Linked DNA regions of Capsicum annuum: region 1 is linked to region 2. A link is a contact called in public Hi-C data. All regions are on one chromosome and are shown on one strand. Each heading gives the region's core, a stretch centred on a gene start, on an enhancer-like site or on the middle of the called end of the contact. The rest is flanking DNA. Distances are from core to core; before and after follow the strand shown.

Region 1 (4,638 bases), core at 311-2,810, 610 kb before region 2:
GAACCATGAGATTGGGAGATGACACAACCTCAATCCCATGAACACATTGAGGATTCGATAAGCCTCTGTAATGCTTCCTTTGCATCCTATGTGATCGAATGAAACCCCTATCAGCGCTAAAGGGAAATGGACGTTCTCCTTGTCGAGAATGGCCATTCATGTAACTCCGTAGCTGCATCTTACCCAATGCATTCTCAGGTCTATCCTTGAACACCCACATATACATATTCTCCATATCATGTTGAACCATAAAAACATCGAGTTGGAGATCAGATTTATCAAACCCCGAGATTCCATTACTATCGCGGATCATCTTAGCCTTAGATTTCTCACTTAAAACAGGCTTAAAGTAGAAACTAAAGAAAAACCACGCGCCCCAGATACTATCTACACGCTTTACACATTTCCTCCCTACTTTAGGCACACTAAGAAAAGTTTCACTCTCATAGATCTGTGTCCCTAGCCCAACATCAAGAATATCATTCCACGGTTGAGGAGGCGAGCTACGCTCAGCTGATAAGGGCAAATTAATATCAGGGGGACGCGTTATAACAACTTGGCGATTCATCTCAAGGTCTAATTCCTCATGTGAAGAAGAAGCACTTGAATCCATTGACAAGAGTGTTAAAGGGTGATGATGATTCTCCATTGACAATGTTGTAAGAAGTGTATCTACCATTTCACAAATTTTATCTCCCTTAGGAAACAACTCTATTTGCTAAATGCTAGCTCCAATTCTTAATTACCCAAAGCAACAACTTTCTTGGAAAAAAATCAATCTTTACAAAAAACAACACATCCATTTTCCTACTCCCAACAACAACAAAAACAACAACATTCACACCACCATCAAAACCCTTTTTTACTTATTCATCACATAACTACAAAAACCCTCAAAAACCCAAATACCAAAATAGTCAAAAGTCAGAAGAAAAATCAAGAAAAACTAGACCCCCAAAGAATCTTGAAAAACCCATAATCTTTATTCACCAAAATCATACATAAAAACTCTTTATTTTTTTTTCCACTATATAATATAACTTGTGTATTTATTGAATGTATAATTGGATTACCAATCAATGAAACCAAGACCCAAAAAAAGGACTAAATCAGAAGGGATCTTGGAAGAGTACCTTTTAGGATAAGCTTCAACAACCAAGAACCCACAGACACTAGGACACTCTGAACAATCAATGGCCCTTACCATCCTCATCCTTCAATTTTTTTCTATTAATTTGAGGATTTCTTTTACTTAATACACATGTGAAAATGAAGAACAAAAGAGAAAAAAAATAGTGAACAAGTCAAGAAACACACAAGAAATATTGAGGAGGACAATTAAAAGGTGGACACACAGAAAAATTATAGGAAGGCGTTTGTTTGTGTGGGGTAAACAGAAATAGGCTGTACTAAATAACACCGTGAATGATGATACAAGAGAACAACAGTTGTCACCGTTAGTGAAAACGGTGACGGTGCTTTTTTGGACAGATAATTAAAAAAGTGTGGGGTGGGGGCGGTTAAGGCTGAGAGTAACGAGGATTTTGATAAGCATTTTTTGTTTTGGTAGTTTTTTGTTTTGATAAGTATTAATTAGGGTTGGTGTTTAGTGAGTTGCTTGTACCATTTGATGTTTTCTACGCTTTTTTATTTTTTAAATTTTTTTTTACACAAACTATAGCATGTCAGAAACGAAGTGTTGAAATGTTCGGACTATACTCGGTCGTTTGGTGTGAGATATAAGAAATAAGTAATCTTGGATAAAATGAAAAATTATTTTATCTCATGTTTGATTGCAGGTATTAATTAATTCCGAGATAACTTATCTTACCATTTATATCATAGTGATGGAATAAGTGATACGGAAATTTCTAGCTCGAGATCTTTCACACGAAGCCAAGCACGTGAGTTGCAATGACTCCAAGTCTTGTTCACATCCTTGGCCGTGTGTGAGGCCCTTGTGAGCCCATCTAAAGGCCTATACTTATTAAAGTGTGAAGAGGCCCACCAAGACACCCCAAACCTACCCACTTAAATGCCAAGGATATTTTGGTCTTTGTCCTCCTTTGAATTGACTATATAAGCCATGTAATAGGGCTAGTCTTTTTTTAGTTGACTCATATCATAGAAGACAACAAGACTTGTAATATTTTGACTTCTCTTTCTCATTTGGAGCGGCTCAAAATCGATTCTCACTAATAGAGTTATACTAGTGTTGTATCTTGGCTAGAAACTAGGTTCTTGGGGTGCTTTGAGTTCCTCTTGGTCCAAGTAAGAACTTGGTATTGATATTCATTAGTCTTAGGGTCCTTTCTCTTGTTAGGGTTCTTAGATCAATGAATATTATATGTCAAGCTTCTATCTCTTTTTTGGTAAATCTTGTTAACATTGCCTTGTTGAATCTAAAAGTCTAGTGAAGTCGTGTGAGGCTCTTTCGATTCACTAACATTGTTGTTATTTGTTGTTCTTGATACACACTTAATCTTGTATCACTTGGTATCAAAGCTCAAGGCTAGGTTTTGTTCTTACAAAATCAATCTTGGGAAGCTCTTACCAAAAAGTGTTTTCTTGAACATTTTTGTCGGAAATTGGTTGTAGATCTACAAAAGATTTTACTTGTTTAGTTTGTTTCTTGTGTTGGTTTCTTCCTCATCAACACAAAAAAGTGTCTAAATCTAAAGTTACTTGAAGTGGCCGTCAGTTTGTCTTGTGTTGGGACGTTGGAGTGATTATTGTGGTGTATTGTTGTTATGTTCTTGAAGGTGTTGATGTTGTGTTCATCTTAAACTTCTCTTCATCCTACGTCTTAACTTCTCTAAAGATTACTAGATCCAAAAGGGTTATAAAAACAAAGTCAAAAATTGTTTCTGAGAAAACTTACCAACATCACCTTTTCAAGACTTGACAACCACTTTTCCTTAAAACAAGGAACCTTGTCTTTTCAACATCATTGAATTAGGGATGAATCCCATGTTTTTAGGCTAAATAGGGGTAGAAAAATGACCCTAATACCCCTCTGAACGCGGGTTTAAAAGATTGAAAATGTGCCCAGCGACGCTATAGACTACACGACGCGTCAAGGGTACCTACCAACGTGATATCCGATGATGCACCGATATCGCGTTGGCTCACTTGAATTTGCCTTAAGATGAGGAACATTTTATCTATCGACGCGATTGGCGATACGACGTGCCAACATTGTGTCGACTCACTATTTTGGGATTCCAAAAAAGGTCTAAATGAGGTTCGAAAAATTTGAAACTTGTTTGGAAACCCCTATTGACATACTGATCATGAATCAACTTAAAGATCGATATTTAAAGGTCGGGAAAGTTGTGAAATAAGATTTTCAACTTATGAAAGCTAGAATAAATTCTAAGTGTAAATACTTGGCTGAAATTTCTAAGTCTGCGACCTCTTTTCATGCTTTAACGGACTGAGTTAATCTTAGAATTTTGCAGGGTCTTACAGGAGTAAAGTACTGGCCAGTTAAGAACTCTCACATAAAAAAGTTGGAAGGTGGCGGAGATGAGGATGTTGCTATGGATATGTGGACTTATTAGGAGGAATATAATTAAAAATGAGATTATTCGGAAGATGATGAGAGTGGATTTAGTGGAGGACGAGATGCGGGAAGTGAGGTTGCGATGGTTCAAGCATGTGATGAAGAAGGACACAGATTCTCTAGTACGGAGGTTTGAGAGGCTAGCGATGAAAGATTCTTGATGGGATAGTGGTAGGTCAAAGAAATATTAGAGGAAGGTGATTAGGCATGACATGAAACGGCAACAACTTTCAGAGGACATGAACCTTGATAGGTAGATGTGGAGGATGCAGATTAGGGTAGAGAGTTGGTAGGTAGAAGTATGTCTGTAATAGTAGGGATGAGTGCTTTATTTGTATCTGCGACTGTGCTTGCACCGGGTTCATTATATAATAATTCCCTCCTAGCCTCAGCCTCTTGTTCGTAATATTTTAGTGATGTCTATGATTTTGAATAACTACTTTATAGTATTTATTTGTGGGTGTCTTGTTCCCTTTATTATATAGCGGTGTGATATTCCTTTTTGTTGTTTGCTTTTATGTTTTTTGTTTGTTATACTATTATCTATCCTGAGCTGGGGGTTTATTGGAAACAACCTCTCTACTTCATCTAAGGTAGTGGTATGAACTGCATACACTTTACCCCTAGACCCAATTTAATGGAAATACACTGAGTATGTTATTGTTGTAATTAAAAGAGAGTAAAGAATACCAATAACTTTTATTAGCAATGACAAAGATTGATAAATGACAACAACTTAATAAAATTATTACTTTATCATAGAATTTTTAATCATAATTTATTTTTTATTAGCAAACACTTTAATATTGTTGTCATATTCTATGCTTAAAATGATAATCGATAAATTTTAAATTTACAAGATTGACAATAATATAGTGACTGGTAACTCATCATTCTTTATAACTTTTACAAAATTTGATGAATATGTATTTTATGAGATATGTTTGAACCTTAAGAGTACTTGTAAATGCTTGAACAATATTCATTTTCATACTTCAATATCAAGACTGTCATCACATAAAAATACAATAATTTCACCAAGTCTTAAATATATTTTGTCTAGTAAATTAATT
Region 2 (4,620 bases), core at 848-3,347:
TTAAGTTTGTCTATTTTATTTAAACTTAATTGTTTCTGGTTATTAATTATTCCTAGTAAAATTTTAAAAAGAAAAAAAATTATATAACACCACAATTTATTTTTATTAAATTAAATAAAATTTTTACCCTTTTTATTAATTATCTAAATCCCTTTTGTAAAGCAACCGAATATATCCACAAACTCATAAATTTTCGAATACATAATTTTAATTATTTTAATTGTGTATCTTTCTTTGGTCTAGTTAATGTATTATGTATTTTTATCAAATAATTTCAATGTATCGCATTAATCAAAATTATATATCTCAACTTCAAAGTTATGTATTCGGATGCTAATTAAGTATTCGAGCAAAAATAAAATAATTAATTGTTACATTATTAAATTCAAAATTATGTATCTCAACTTTAAAATTATTTATCCAAATGCTAACTACAACATCATACCCAATGTACTCCCACCTAATGGGATCTAGAGAGGGCAAAATATACGTAGTTCATATGATTATTTCCGAAGATTTAAAGTGGTGGTTTCCAATAGAACTCAAGATAATATATTCATTAAAAAAGAAAAAATATCCAGGCTTGCCAACAAAAAGTATCTCAAGTAAAAGCTTAAAAGGAAGAGGAGAAAAGGTGAAGGAGCAGACAAACCAGGAATACTACTTTTCTCGGCCAGAAAAATAGGGAATTAGTATCAAAAGACATGATTAATTATGTATCCAAAAATTACAAAATAAAGAATTATTTATAATTTAACAAAAAAGTATAATACAGAATATTAGGGATAAAATTGTTGGAATTTATATAAGTTTTACTTTTAAAAAAATGGGGGCATCAAATGTATATTTTACTTGAGATAGAGTGAGATGTAAGCCTCAAAAGAGTGAGACGGAAGCCTTGACACATAAAATATGTGTTATGAAGGCCCACTAATATTTAGATTTTTAATTTATAATATATTAAAACAATATATTAATAAAAAACTATAAAAAAATGCATTAATAAGTCTAAAAATAATTAAAAAATTCATAATAAAACTTCTAATATGTTTTTGCAGTTATAAAAAATGTAAGGATATAATCATATAAAAGTTATCATAAAATGAAAATAACTCTAGCATGTCAACTTTCAAACAAATAAAAAAAAAACAATAGCAGCATACCCAAGCTAACCCAATAAAGTGGGAATTCAGAACAACAAAATATCACATTTTAAAAAAAATAATTACTATCATACAATGTAATTTACTTCATTAAAATAAATACTTTATAAATTTTTTTAATATTACGATTAAAATTAAAACATTAATGATTCATGAACAAAAGTAAAATTACTTTCAAATAAAGAATAATAAAATTTTGAGACACATATAAAAATATGAATGATGTAAATTTGATTATGTATTTTAAAGTGATATTATCCTTCAAATTATTCTCAAATAATAATTATGCCAAACTACGGCTGATTTGGGTTACTGATGAAAAATTATTGAGCATCAATTATATGTTAAAAAAATTATAAGGGTATGTTACTTAGCTAAAAAAAATTATCACGAAAAAATAGTTAAACAAGCAATGAGCATTGTGAACCTCACAAAACTAGTTTCACATATCAGTCTCAAAGTATTTTATCTGTATCATCCTAAATCGAGCTCTACGATAAACACCAAAATTGTCTTTTCTAGAGATTTATTACTCAGCATGTTTTTTTGCACAATAAAATTTATAGAAGTACTAATAATCATCATTTGAACACTATTTTAAATATTCTTTGGAAAAATATAACGAAATATAATTTTAAATTTATAAATTTTAAATAAAACAAAAAGTATTTAAAAATTATGGTTGATGACAAATAAATAAAGTTTAAATTTAATCGAAGTCCTTCAGAAATTAATAAGACTATTACGAGATATAAAAATCATACTATGCGGAAATTATAATTTATGAACTAATTTATCTCACTTAAAAAATGAGATCAAATAATTTCAGTTTAAATGTAATAAAATAGAATATCCCGGAATTAATCGTGAGATAAACTGCACTTAATAAGGACAATTTTGAGCGCAATTCCAAAACTTAGAGGACCATTTTATTCCCTTTCTTCCCTGTTAAGCATGCAAAAGTTTTTATAAAAACTTTTTCAATTTCCAAGCTTTTATTCTTTTCCAAGAATCTTCAACACTTTATTATATACCTTCCTCTCCCACTCCCCTCTCTCTCTATACACTCCATTCTCAATTCTCTCACACTTAAAAGCAAAAATTTAACAAAAAACAAAAGCAATGAGGAAGAAATCAAACTCAAATTCGAACGGCGACATTCCGCTCATCGGTTCATCAGTAATTCCCTTAATCAATAAACTTCAAGACATTTTCTCACCACTCGGCGACATCGATAATCGTCTTACCGGTCTCCGACTACCGCAAGTGGCGGTGATTGGTAGTCAGAGTAGCGGTAAGTCGAGTGTACTTGAAGCTTTAGTTGGTCGTGATTTTCTACCGCGTGGTTGTGATATTTGTACTCGTAGACCGTTAGTTCTTCAGCTTGAGAAGTGTTGTGATGATGGGATTGGTAGTGAGAGTTTTGAATGGGGCGAGTTTGGTCACCTTCCGGACAAACGGTTCTACGATTTTGATGCTGTTCGCCGTGAAATTCTGGTCAGATTCTTCTCCTTTTGCTGCTTTTTTTATTTTTCTGGAATGCTGTGAGTTTTCGTGTTGTGTTGTATTGTATTGTTAGGTGGTTTGGATGAGCTCTTTTTTAAGTGACTTATAACTCAAAAACTAAATGCCAAAAGTAGGTAGCAAACAACTTTTTTTGGCTTTTATTTGTACTTTTTAAGCCTAAGCCAATCCAAACACCCTATGTATTGTGTTGTTAGTTGAAATGTATTTGTTTTGATTGTATGGTATAAATTTTATTGTATGGTATAAATTTTATTGTATGGTATCGTTTATCTATCCATTGGTAGTTAACAACGAAAAGTTACGTTTGGCATAATATATAAACATGCCCTTTAATTTGGCCTCAGCTTGCATCTACCACCTCTAACTTTGGATGTGTATAAGTAGACACTTAGACTTGTATAAAGTTGAACAAGTAGACACACGTGTCCCATATGACAGACACAAATTGGTCATGTAGGATGCCAAATAGGACACATGTGTCTACTTGTTCAACGTTATATAAGTTCAAGTGTCTACTTGTGCACACCCAAAGTTGGAGAGTATAGATGAAAGTTGAAGCCAGGTTAAAGGGCACATTTATGCATTATACCTTTTGTGTAATGATTGATTTGGTGTGATTGTATTGTTATCTGATTGTTTTGGTTGTTGCTGAAATTTTATTGTATTGTAGCGTTGAATCCATGTTAGTCAATGCTGAATTCTAGCTTGTTTGGATGGTTGTTACCCATTGTATTGTACTGTTTTGTTAGTTTAAAATATAATTTTTATTTTGATTATTGTTGCTTAGATTTAATTGTATCACATTGTTTAATCCACGTTAGTTAAGGGTGAATTCTAGCTTGTTTGGATGGTTGTTACCCATTGTATTGTCTTGTGTTATTAGTTTAAATACAATGTTTGTTTTATTTCAAGCTTAGTCGTGAGGTATTCCATCTTATGCGGTACAAAACTCTCTTAGGGCTCATTTGGTTGGGAGATAAGTTATCTCGGGATTGTTATAATACCTTCATTGTCTGTATTGGTAAATGGAAGTCCTTGTGGCTTCTTTGGGAGCTCGAGAGGCTTGAGACAAGGAGATACTTTATCTCCTATGCTATTCATTTTGGTATTGGAAGCTTTGAGCAAGATAATGGACAGAGTAGTCAGTGGAGGTCTTTTGAAGGGATTTGATGCTGTATTTAGAGGGCAGTGTAACTTGACAGTTACGCATTTGCTGTTCACAGATGATACTTTGGTCTTATATGATGCGAGTGTGGCCCAATTGAATGTTTTGAGACAGATCCTTATATGGTTTCAGGTTGTGTCAGGCTTAATGATTAGCCTTAGTAAATGTGAAGGCGCAAGTGTTGAATTGCAAGGTGGGTAATCTACCTACTACGTATCTGGGACTACCTTTGAAAGCGTCTAGCAAAGATCTCACGGTGTGGAATCCGGTGGTTCGGTGGTTGAGAGAGCTGAGAAGTGGCTAGCTGGATGGCAAAAGAGGTAAAAGGGAAAACGAAGTTTTGATCAAGAGCACTCCTCCTAGTATGCCTACATACTTTATGTCACTTGTGCAGACCCCTAGCAAGGCAATTGAAATGTTGGAAAGACTTCAACATAACTTCTCATGGGACTCAGCCGAAGGCACTAAGAAATTTCATCTTGTGAATTGGAGAGTCGTCTCATCTCCAAAGGAATAGGGAGGGCTTGGAGTGAAATATGTCCAGGTAAATAACAAAGCTTTGTTAGGAAAGTGGATTTGGAGATTTGGGAGGGATGAAAATGCTTTTTGGAGGGGGTGGTAGCGGATAAATATGACATAATGGATGGTGGGTGGAGGACTATAAACATTGTAACTCTGTTTGGGTGTGGTTTGTGGAGGGGTATCATGAAGGGGTGGGAAGGTTTCTATCGACATATCTCCTTTAAGGTTGGGGATGAAAGTAGG

What was found. Hi-C and Micro-C count contacts between places; a contact is called where the count stands out from the background.
Region 1: a contact with region 2 is called in a Hi-C map of leaf, with 4 times the contacts expected there. The contact joins the promoter of LOC107843341 here to the promoter of LOC107843325 in region 2. A contact is called at or near these places in 2 of 5 Hi-C or Micro-C datasets (leaf and placenta).

What each region holds. Positions count from the first base shown.
Region 1 is chr10:172,320,659-172,325,296 of UCD10Xv1.1, reverse strand. It overlaps LOC107843341, which reads right to left and starts at 1,560. Exons shown (of 1, transcript XM_016687580.2): 1 at 1-1,560. The coding sequence starts at 679.
Region 2 is chr10:171,715,020-171,719,639 of UCD10Xv1.1, reverse strand. LOC107843325 (dynamin-related protein 3B) reads left to right here and starts at 2,097. Exons shown (of 4, transcript XM_016687562.2): 1 at 2,097-2,660. The coding sequence starts at 2,286.